2 separate regions of the Zea mays genome follow, and region 2 is linked to region 1. Evidence: chromatin contacts called from public Hi-C data. All regions are on one chromosome and are shown on one strand. Each heading gives the region's core, a stretch centred on a gene start, on an enhancer-like site or on the middle of the called end of the contact. The rest is flanking DNA. Distances are from core to core; before and after follow the strand shown. Region 1 holds the start of LOC103634880 (Enhancer of polycomb-like transcription factor protein). Region 2 holds the start of LOC103634889 (DExH-box ATP-dependent RNA helicase DExH10).

Evidence for each region. A called contact is a pair of places that touch in the nucleus more often than the background predicts.
Region 2: a Hi-C map of ear shows a contact between it and region 1, with 2.7 times the contacts expected there. The contact joins the promoter of LOC103634889 here to the promoter of LOC103634880 in region 1. A contact is called at or near these places in 5 of 25 Hi-C or Micro-C datasets (bundle sheath, ear, leaf and 1 more).

What each region holds. Positions count from the first base shown.
Region 1 is chr8:19,394,549-19,399,388 of Zm-B73-REFERENCE-NAM-5.0, reverse strand. It overlaps LOC103634880 (Enhancer of polycomb-like transcription factor protein), which reads right to left and starts at 1,847. Exons shown (of 5, transcript XM_008657462.2): 1 at 1,374-1,847; 2 at 1-1,276. The coding sequence starts at 1,118.
Region 2 is chr8:19,584,871-19,589,710 of Zm-B73-REFERENCE-NAM-5.0, reverse strand. LOC103634889 (DExH-box ATP-dependent RNA helicase DExH10) reads right to left here and starts at 2,760. Exons shown (of 17, transcript XM_008657468.3): 1 at 2,486-2,760; 2 at 1,364-2,383; 3 at 753-1,067; 4 at 430-534; 5 at 263-331. The coding sequence starts at 2,362.

The sequences.
Region 1 (4,840 bases), core at 598-3,097:
TTGATCCATTCTTCATCTTTATCATCATACCTGACATGATGTAACCTTGTGTCCGGATTATATTCCTTGACCAAGCCAAAGTACCAAGTCTCATCAAGAGGCCAAAAAACTCTGATCCTCTCTTTTACAATGCAAAATGGATCCACGTCGCTAGGGCTAACTTCATAAAAATGCCGACGCGGACGACGCTTCCTGAATGGAACTTTACCATCACGCTTCCGCAGCAATCTAGCAGGACTAGGTACATCCTTGATTTTTTTGTTTGAACTCTTAAAATGATTTGAATGCTGAGGAATACATCTCTTTGATGACGTATCAGATGATTTCATTCCCTTCCTTGGTGATCCAGCACATATGTTATCTGATAAAGAACAAAGCATCATAGCAGCATTTTCTTCCAGACTAACACCATCATCATCTTTGACATGGTCACACCCACCCTTGTCAACATGAACAGCTTTTGGGGCTTCACCTGAAAGATGTGACAGCTTTTCAGCTGAGAACTCAGTTTCAGAACAGAACTTGGAGCCGGTATCCTGATCACAAGTACCATTCTCAGTTCTCAAGCAACTGACAGGTTCATCACCACCAATTCTATTCTGCTCGAACACAGTTGATTTCCCCTTCTTGTTCCGCCTCAGGAGTTGGGAAGACCTAGGAACTCCATTAGCTTGTGGAATATTATGACCACCAGTCCAACTCTCAGTACTGACATTCTGATCCCGCTTCCTTAACCTCAAGACGCCACGAGGCTGCCTGATCACTGTAACTCCAGCTGAAGTAACTGAATGTTCAGAGTGTTCATTCTTACTTCTCAACAATGAGATCTGGTGACGGTCATCCAGACTATCTAAACTCCATGTGGAATCACCTGAGCTGGAACTTGGCATCCCTGGTTCATTGAGTTCCATTTGATTAGAACCCAAGATGCCGTGCTTCCTCTTATTCCCTGCAGATGAACTGCTCGAAGGAGCCTCCTTTCCACCCCCATTAGACAAGGCAGGGCCATGTCTTGCTCCAACAGATTCCCTCTCAGACAAAGTCTCCTCGCCATCTAAACCCACCACTGATTCGGTAGCATCTGTTGCAGTGGGTTTATCACCGCCACTGGATTCCATTCACGAGCCCACAGGTCAAGAGAACAGATTTCTGCAGAATTTCACCTCCCATCATACATAGAGTCCCGACCCCAGATCAGGAGCGGAAGCGTGGAGCATACGGATTCAGTTGAATCAAGTTAACAGAAACAATTTCAATCATCCTCTCATCAGCAATCCTACACCATCAGTTCATACACAATCGCCACAACAGTCCATTTGTTATCGAAACATTAAACAAATTGCAGATCTGTGCACTGAAAAAAAATGTTTTACCTTGAAGCCCTGGAGGCGTCAAGCGTCGGTGGCGGACCAGAGTGGGCGACAAGCCTCCTTGTGCCGGTGGCGTCAGCAGGGGCGACCGCGGCAAAGCGCTTAGTGTCTCACAGACGGATCGGGGAAAAAAGATGAGAGAGTCGCCGAGCGGCGAGAAGGTCCGAGCCACGGATCGGCCCCAAATTGAGCAGAGGAATCGAATCCGAGGACGGGGGAGCGCCGATCTGTGCCAAAAGCCCCTTGCCTGGGCGATCCAATGCGGGCGAATTAGGATTTCGTCGGTGCCACGGGAACCTAGGGTTTGCTCTTCTCGAGCTTTTTTTCCTCTTTTTTCCGTGGCTTGTTTTCCGTTTTGTTTGTTTGCCGGTTAAGAGCGGGGAATGGTGGGGTACAGCCAACTAACTGGCGAGGAGAGTGAGGAAGTGAAGGGTACGGGAGGAGCGGGAAACCGCACCGTCCGATCTCGATTGGACGGAGATGATAAGAGGTCACCGCTTCCAGGGTTTTGGCGGGCTTGGAGGCGCGTCTAGTGAGTGAGCGAAGCAAACTGGTTCTTTTCTTGATTTTTTTTTCAATTTTTAGTACGACGTCTGTTTGTCCGATTGCCTCGATAAGTTAGAGGCATGTTTTCCTGCCTAATTTATGTTATTTTACATAATTTTTCTGTCTAAAGTTATTTTTTTTAATTTAAACGACTAATTTTATATAAAATATGGCGTATTTAGACACGAACCAAATGTACTCTATCTTCGAACTGTTAAATCATTAATAATAAAGTTAAATAATATTATATCCGGCTATAGCAGCTGAAATGTAACAGCTATATATATTTTCAGAGATTTAAACCTTACTTACAACGTAAAATATAATAACTTGTTGAATGGTCACTTGTACGATTTATAGCTCGAAGATTCAACGATCATTTTATGTTCCAATGCGTCTTAAAATTAAATTTTTGGATATTTGATTAGAATTATAATTTGTTCAGACTATATTCTAATAAATTTAGAACTAACACTTGAAATGGAAATGTGCTCTTGGACCATTTTCTAGCATATTTTGGTGATTAAGTGCACAACACATATTAAAGTGAGTAATTATGTGCCAAATGATGAAGGAAGTGCAAATCAACAAGAAGATATGATTCTAGACTTAGTACATTGGTTTTTGTGTACTAATATATTTGTCTAAGTGGTTGAATCAGGAAAAGAAAGGGATTGGAAAGAGTTGGCTGTGTACAGCCAACTGCTGCTCAGTCTGGGTGCACCGGACAGTGTCCGGTGGTGCACCGAACAGTGTCCGGTGCGCCAGGCTGGCTCTGCCGAACTGGCCACTCTCGAGAATTCGTCGGCGGCGTACGACTATAATTCACAAGACTGTCCGGTGGTGCACCGGACTGTTCGGTGAGCCAACGGCCGCCAGCGCAACGGTCGGCCGCGCAATCCGCGCGCGACGCGTGGCCCCAGCCAACGATCGGCTGGGGGCACCGGACTGTCCGGTGTGCACCGGACAGTGTCCGGTACGCCAACGACTACAATTCTGCAACGGTCGGCTGTGCCATTTTAGGAAGGAGATTCTGCAACAGTGAATGTCCGGTGGTGCACCGGACTGTCTGGTGCGCCACACGACAGAAGGCAAGAATTGCCTTCCAAGAATGCCTCTAACGGCTCCTAGCTGCATTGGGGCTATAAAAGGGACCCCTAGGCGCATGGAGGAGAAACACAAGCATACTTTGAGCATTCTAATCTTCCACACTCCGTCTTCGCGCACTTGATTGACATTCTTAGCGATTTGAGCTCTGTTCTAGTGGTGAACTTGTTGCGATTCATTCGAGCTCAAGTCTTGGCTGTGTGAGTGCGTATTGCTGCGGATTTGTGTGTGTTGCTTCCCTCCCTTACTCTAGTGCTTTCACTTTGATCTTTGTTGTAAGGACGAGAGACTCCAAGTTGTGGAGATTCCTCGCAAACGGGAAAGAGTATAAGAAAGAAAACAACCATGGTATTCAAGTGGATCATTGGATAATTTGAAAGGGGTTGAGTGCAACCCTCGTCCATTGGGACGCCACAACGTGGAGTAGGCAAGTGTTATACTTGGCCGAACCACGGGATAAATCATCGTGTCTCTTGTGCTTGTTTTCTTTGTGACTATTGTGTTTCACAAGAGTTCGGTTCTTAGCCACTTGATTCTATTGTGCTAACACTTGATCAAGTTTTGTGGTTATAAGTTTTAAGTTTTTACAGGATCACCTATTCACACCCCCCTCTAGGTGCTCTCAATTGGTATCAGAGTCGTTCTCTTCACGAAAGGGACTAATCGCCCGAAGAGATGGATCCTAAGGGAAAGGGGATGGTGGTCAACGATAAGGGGAAGGAATCCGTCTTCAACGAGCCAAGAGACGACAAGCCCACTGACTCTGGCTCAAGTCACAAGAAGAAGGACGGGAAGAAGAAGAGGCACATCAAGAAGATAGTATACTACGACAGTGACGAATCTTCCTCTTCCCAAAGAGACGACGACGATGAGAAAAAGAAAACAGTTAACTCAAACTTTTCTTTTGACTATTCTCGTATTCCGTCTAACTCCAATGCTCATTTACTTTCGATTCCACTTGGGAAACCTCCGCACTTTGATGGAGAAGACTACTCATTTTGGAGTCACAAAATGCGTAGTCACCTATTCTCTCTCCATCCGAGTATTTGGGAGATCGTTGAAAATGGAATATTTTTTGATAATACTGACGATCCCATTTTCATTAATGAGCAAATCCATAAAAATGCACAAGCTACCACTGTTTTGCTAGCATCCTTATGCAGGGACGAGTACCATAAGGTGAGCGGCTTGGATAACGCCAAGCAAATTTGGGACACCCTCAAGTAGAGATGTCAATGAGGCCCCGAAACCCGATTACCCGTGGGGATTCCTCCATTAGGGTTAGGGTATGGGTTAAAACAAATCCCCATGGGTATAGATTTGGAATAAATCCCTTACCCATCGGGTATGGCGGGTTCGGGTTTGGGAGGGCTAAACCCAAACCCGATTACCCATGGGGATAAATACCCGGAACCGAAACAATCTAGCATCTAGGATTTTTATTCCACCATCCAGCAATCCATCGACATTTACTTGTGGACTGCTTGTGGCCTAGTGGCTGCCGACCAAGCCAACTATGGGCCCGTAGGAAAAAAGCCCAGCCGCCAGCCAGTCAACAAAGTAAAAAAACCTAGAGTCCCAACCCAAGCGGTGCGTCCGCCGCCCTCGAATCCCAATTTTCCAATCACTCAAGCGGTCAAGCGGAGCCTCTCGCTACACCGCCGCTGCTCGCTGCACCGCCGCCGCTCGCTGCACCACTGCTCGCTCGCTCGCTGCACCGCCGCTCGCCCGGATCGCCGCTCGCCCGGAGCCCCGGACGCAGAGCCCGGACCAAGAGTCCTAGGACCACTGCTCGCCCGCACGCAGAGACGGTAGAG
Region 2 (4,840 bases), core at 1,511-4,010, 190 kb before region 1:
ACAATAGATAGCAAGGAAATCAGTGATCAATTCTCACATCAGATTTTGTCAACTGGACACAGAAATACAACTGCAGAATGAGGATGCACTGGAATAAATTGTGTTGTATTCATCCCAAATGAAAACCCAGTTTTGTCAAAAAGAAAAGGTGTCAAGTCAAGTAGTCAACAACGACACTAATCCATCACAAACACCTTGACATGCTAAATGAATTGTACTTGGAAAACAAAGATAAAAGGGACATAGAACTATAGAACTTCACCTTCTCATCTATCATTATAACACAGATACCACGTTCATCCTTGCCACGCCGGCCAGCTCTTCCACTCATCTAAGAGTACAGTTCATGTAAGAATGGGTTGTATCAGTCCCCTAAACTCACATGTCTGAATGCATGCCTCACTTGCATTTCATATATGAAAGATTTACCTGTATATATTCTCCAGAACCAATATAGCGGTTACTATCGCCATCCCATTTTTTGACAGACGTGAAAACAACCGTTTTCGCAGGCATATTAAGACCCATGGCAAACTGAAGCAGAACAATATCAAAATCAAGACTGTTACTCATCAATGGTGCGACTAAGAGTAAGAAATGCAATATTTACATAAAGTGTACAACAATAGTTCTCTTACTTTACCTATTTAAAAACTAAAGAAAAAAATCCATTCAAGAAACTGAACTCTACCTTACACTGCATGTGACGAGATCAAAACAAGTTTAAGAAATAATCAGGATAGAGATCATACTGTCTCGGTAGCAAAGAGAGCTTTCACAAGACCTTCTTGAAAGAGCAATTCCACTAGCTCCTTAATTATTGGAAGTAGTCCAGAATGGTGTACTGCAATACCTCGTTTAAGAAGTGGCAACATCAACTCTATAGCAGGTAAACTTCTGTCTTCCTCCACTAAACAACCAATAGCATTACAGAAAACCTGCTCAATGCATTCCTTTTCTTCTTCAGTGCTGAAGTCAAGTTTTGACATAGACATGGCATGATGCTCACATTCTCTTCTACTAAAGCTGAAAATTATGACTGGTTGAAACTTGCGCTCCATAATCATCTGAAAGTTAACATGCACTCAAAATTAGGCAAGGATATGGGTGCCGCCGTTGCAAATAAGATAACAACTGAAAGACAAATAATATATCGACAACCATGTGAGCAGAAGAATTCAAATAATATTCTAATAAATGAACAGTAAATATTTACTAGTGAGATATCAAATTTAAGGCTCCTTTAACACAGAATACTTTACATTAGAGAGTTTCATGAAAGTATGAACTGGTAAACTCAGAAAGCGCACTAAGCCAAAGAATATATTACATCATTCGCAGAAGAATGCAAGTGTCTGCCTACCTTAACAATTCTGTATATGTCAGAATTCCCAGAGGCGCTTCCACCTTTTGCAATTCGGCCACTCGCTTTAGGTCCACCACCTTTCCTTCCATCCAGTTGATTATTTGGCTTAGCAAAGGAGTCTTGTAGCTTCGCAAAGTTATCTTCTCTAAACTGGCCATTTTCATCTACTACAAGGTAAAGACCAGAACCACCTATTGGAAACATATAGTGCTGCAATGGTGTGGGCCTGAAGTCCGTATACACAACATGACAGGGCTGCTTGTGCAGGCTGCATATCCATTCAGCAAATTCGGTCGCATTCGACATGGTAGCCGAAAGGAAAACCATCTTGATGGCAGGGGGCAAGAAAATGATGCTCTCCTCCCACACGACCCCTCTCTCACGATCCTTCATGTAATGTATCTCATCGAATATAACCCAGGCAACCTCCTTGATCACCTCGGAGCCCCTGTAGAGCATCGCCCTGAGGATCTCTGTCGTCATGACCAGGCATGTGGCGTTCGGATGGAGCGTGACGTCGCCAGTCATCAGCCCGACATCTGTGAACTCCTGACTGAGCTCCCTGTACTTCTGGTTGCTCAGGGCCTTGAGCGGGGAGGTGTAGATGACCCTCTGCTTGTCCCTGAACGCCATGGCAATGGCGTACTCCGCAACGACGGTCTTCCCCGCGGAAGTGTGCGCGGAGACAAGCACGGACTCGTTCCGCTCCAGGCAAGCGATGGATACGCTCTGGAAGGGGTCAAGCTTGAACGGGTACTGCTTGGCCATCTCCCCATTGAAGGCCGGGCTGGCAAGCGTCCCGTGCACCGCCTCGTCCTTAACCGACTCGTACCCATTCGGGACGGCTACCTCGTGGACGCAAGAGCGGGAGATGTTCGGGCGCTTGGCCGCCGGGTCCGCCTGCGACTGCGCCGGCGCCGGCGCGAGGCTCGGCTGCTCTTCCACGCTCGAGTCCGGCGCCTTGCGCTTGCAGTTGCTCTCCGCCTCTTCCCCCATCGGCCCCTGCTCGACCTAAACCTAAGGTACATAGCCCAACAAAACGCGTCACTAGGTCAGATGCGAATACAAGGTTTGGGTGCTTGGTTTCGCAGGGAAGGGAAGGCAAAGGGGTGAGCGTACCTGGCTGTGCTCGTCGCCGGCGAAGAGCCCGAAGAAGACCTGGGCAGCTTGCGTTGGGCGACAGCGGCTGTCGGCTGTCGCCCAGTCGTCTCCACGAGAGAGGCGAGAGGGAGACAGCGCGCGCGACGTGGGGGCGGGGTTGGCGGCGGCCGGCGTGCAACTGTGAATGCAAGCCAAGCCAAGCAGGTCGGAATGCAAGCCAAGCAGGGAAGGCTGGGCTTGCAGGCTGCAGGTAACAGGTCTCCTTTGGATACAGCGAGCACAGTCGGGATACCGGCCCAATCTCCTTTGGATACAGGGAGCCCAGTGGGGCTTGTTCACTTGCGAGAAGATTGAAATGGATCGAAGGGATTAAATCTCCCTCCAATTTAATTTTGACTATAAGATGATTTAGGGCCTGTTTGGTTCACTACCTCAGTTGTCACACTTTACCTAACTTTTCTGCCTAAAGTTAGTTATTCAATTCGAACGACTAACCTTAGGCAACATTTAGCCACAAACCAAACAGACCCTTAATCTTCTCCAACCTCACTGAATCCACTTGTAACCGAAAAAGGCGGAAAAACCCCGTCAATTTGCTGCCCAGATCCACGTCCACGTTATCATCTTTTGATTGATGTTTCTTTTAATACTCTTTTGTTTGGCGTTCTCTTTTGTCTTACCCGATATAAACAGAGAAGCTGCACTTGCCAAAAAAAAACAGAGATGTTACCGAGATGTAGTGAGCAATTACTGGTATTAGAGCCAAACTCCAAGGTTCCAACTCCTGAGATAACCCTAGTTCTAGCCCTTCTTCTAAGGTTAAAATCGCTTCATACTCGGTCCGGCCAATTTAGTGGCATGAGACAGCTAAAAACCGAGCTAATAATGTTTCTTATAAAATTCACACAGACATTCTTAACAAACAAACTACATACAAACGTTTTCTTAAGATTTTCTTCAAAACATTTGCAAATGCGAAGTCAGTGACCATGAATTTATACATATTAATCTCATCTGGTATTTTTTTCTGAATACATAAAGTTGTTAAACCATTTAATCTTCTTTTTTGAGACGGGTCTCAAATAAATCTTTAAACAATTCTAATTTTAGAAGGAAGAATATTTTAGTTGAGGCCACTGTCATATTAAAATAAAAAAAGAGTTAGCAAATTATCTAATAAGAACTCGAGATAATGACAAGATGTTCTCTTTTTTTACATCCCTTAATATAATAGTTTGATATATTGATAGAATAAATAACGAAGTATACCTATATTTTTTTTTGAGATTTTTCACGGCATTTAGTAGTTTAGTTGCACGATGATTACATGAAAAAATTCATTGTACAACGGATTTCCCGTTATATGTGGGTGGACTGGCTGCGCAGCTATACCTCCTCAAGGTTCATTTGGGAAAATGTTTTATAAACTGTTACAGTAGTAGTTTTGTTGTCATTTGTACCATACCTAAAACAGTGGAAATGAAGGAGATGATTGGAACCGGCCAGTTCTTTTTGCTCCTGCTCTGCACGGCAAAAGTGCTCCAGCATTTTGTGTGTGTGTGTGTGTGGAGGGCAATATCAATAATATAAATAGGTCATTTGTAAACAAAACCCAAGCCTCACGAGTACTCCGCTAGCTAGCTCCTACGCCTAGTAAAACCACATGAAGCGTCCGCGCTCGTGATCATTCGTGGCGCAACAACTAGAGCTACACGCGCATCCCTTTGCCGTGTCGCGCACGTACGTGCAGAGACCATGATGGTCGGTGGAGCAACATGCTTGGTCGTCGACAAGTGCACGTCACCACCATCGCCATGTATCTAGTTGCCGCGCGCACCAGCGACGATTTCAAGCATGGATTTCAGGCGGATTTATATATGCAGTTATTAACTTATTACTGGTAAGTACTCGTGCGTTGCAACGGAAACATATAGTAACATAATAACTTATATACAAAATATGTGTTATATTGTTATAAAAAAAATATTTCATAATCCATTTGTAACCATAGCCATACATAAATTTGTTTTTTTAATTTAGCTGTTTCACTACTACATTTCAACTATCAGTATCATGCAGACTTCGATATATACCACAATTTGCATTGTCTCATCATTAGAGAGCATGTGTCAGACCTGCCGGTAAAAGTTCCCTCGTACATTGTGAGCCATCAGGTACGCACCGCCATACACATTTGCTTAAACAAAAAAGCAAGTGTATGTGTTTGCGAAGAGAATTAAAGGCAGGCTGGCACAAAAGCTACCCCGACGATGGCGAGTGATCATTGCTGTCGGACGCGCACGACATGGCGAGTACCGATGACTCTTGGCTGGGCTGCCAAACGAAGTGCACCCTGGGCTCATCAGCGAGGTA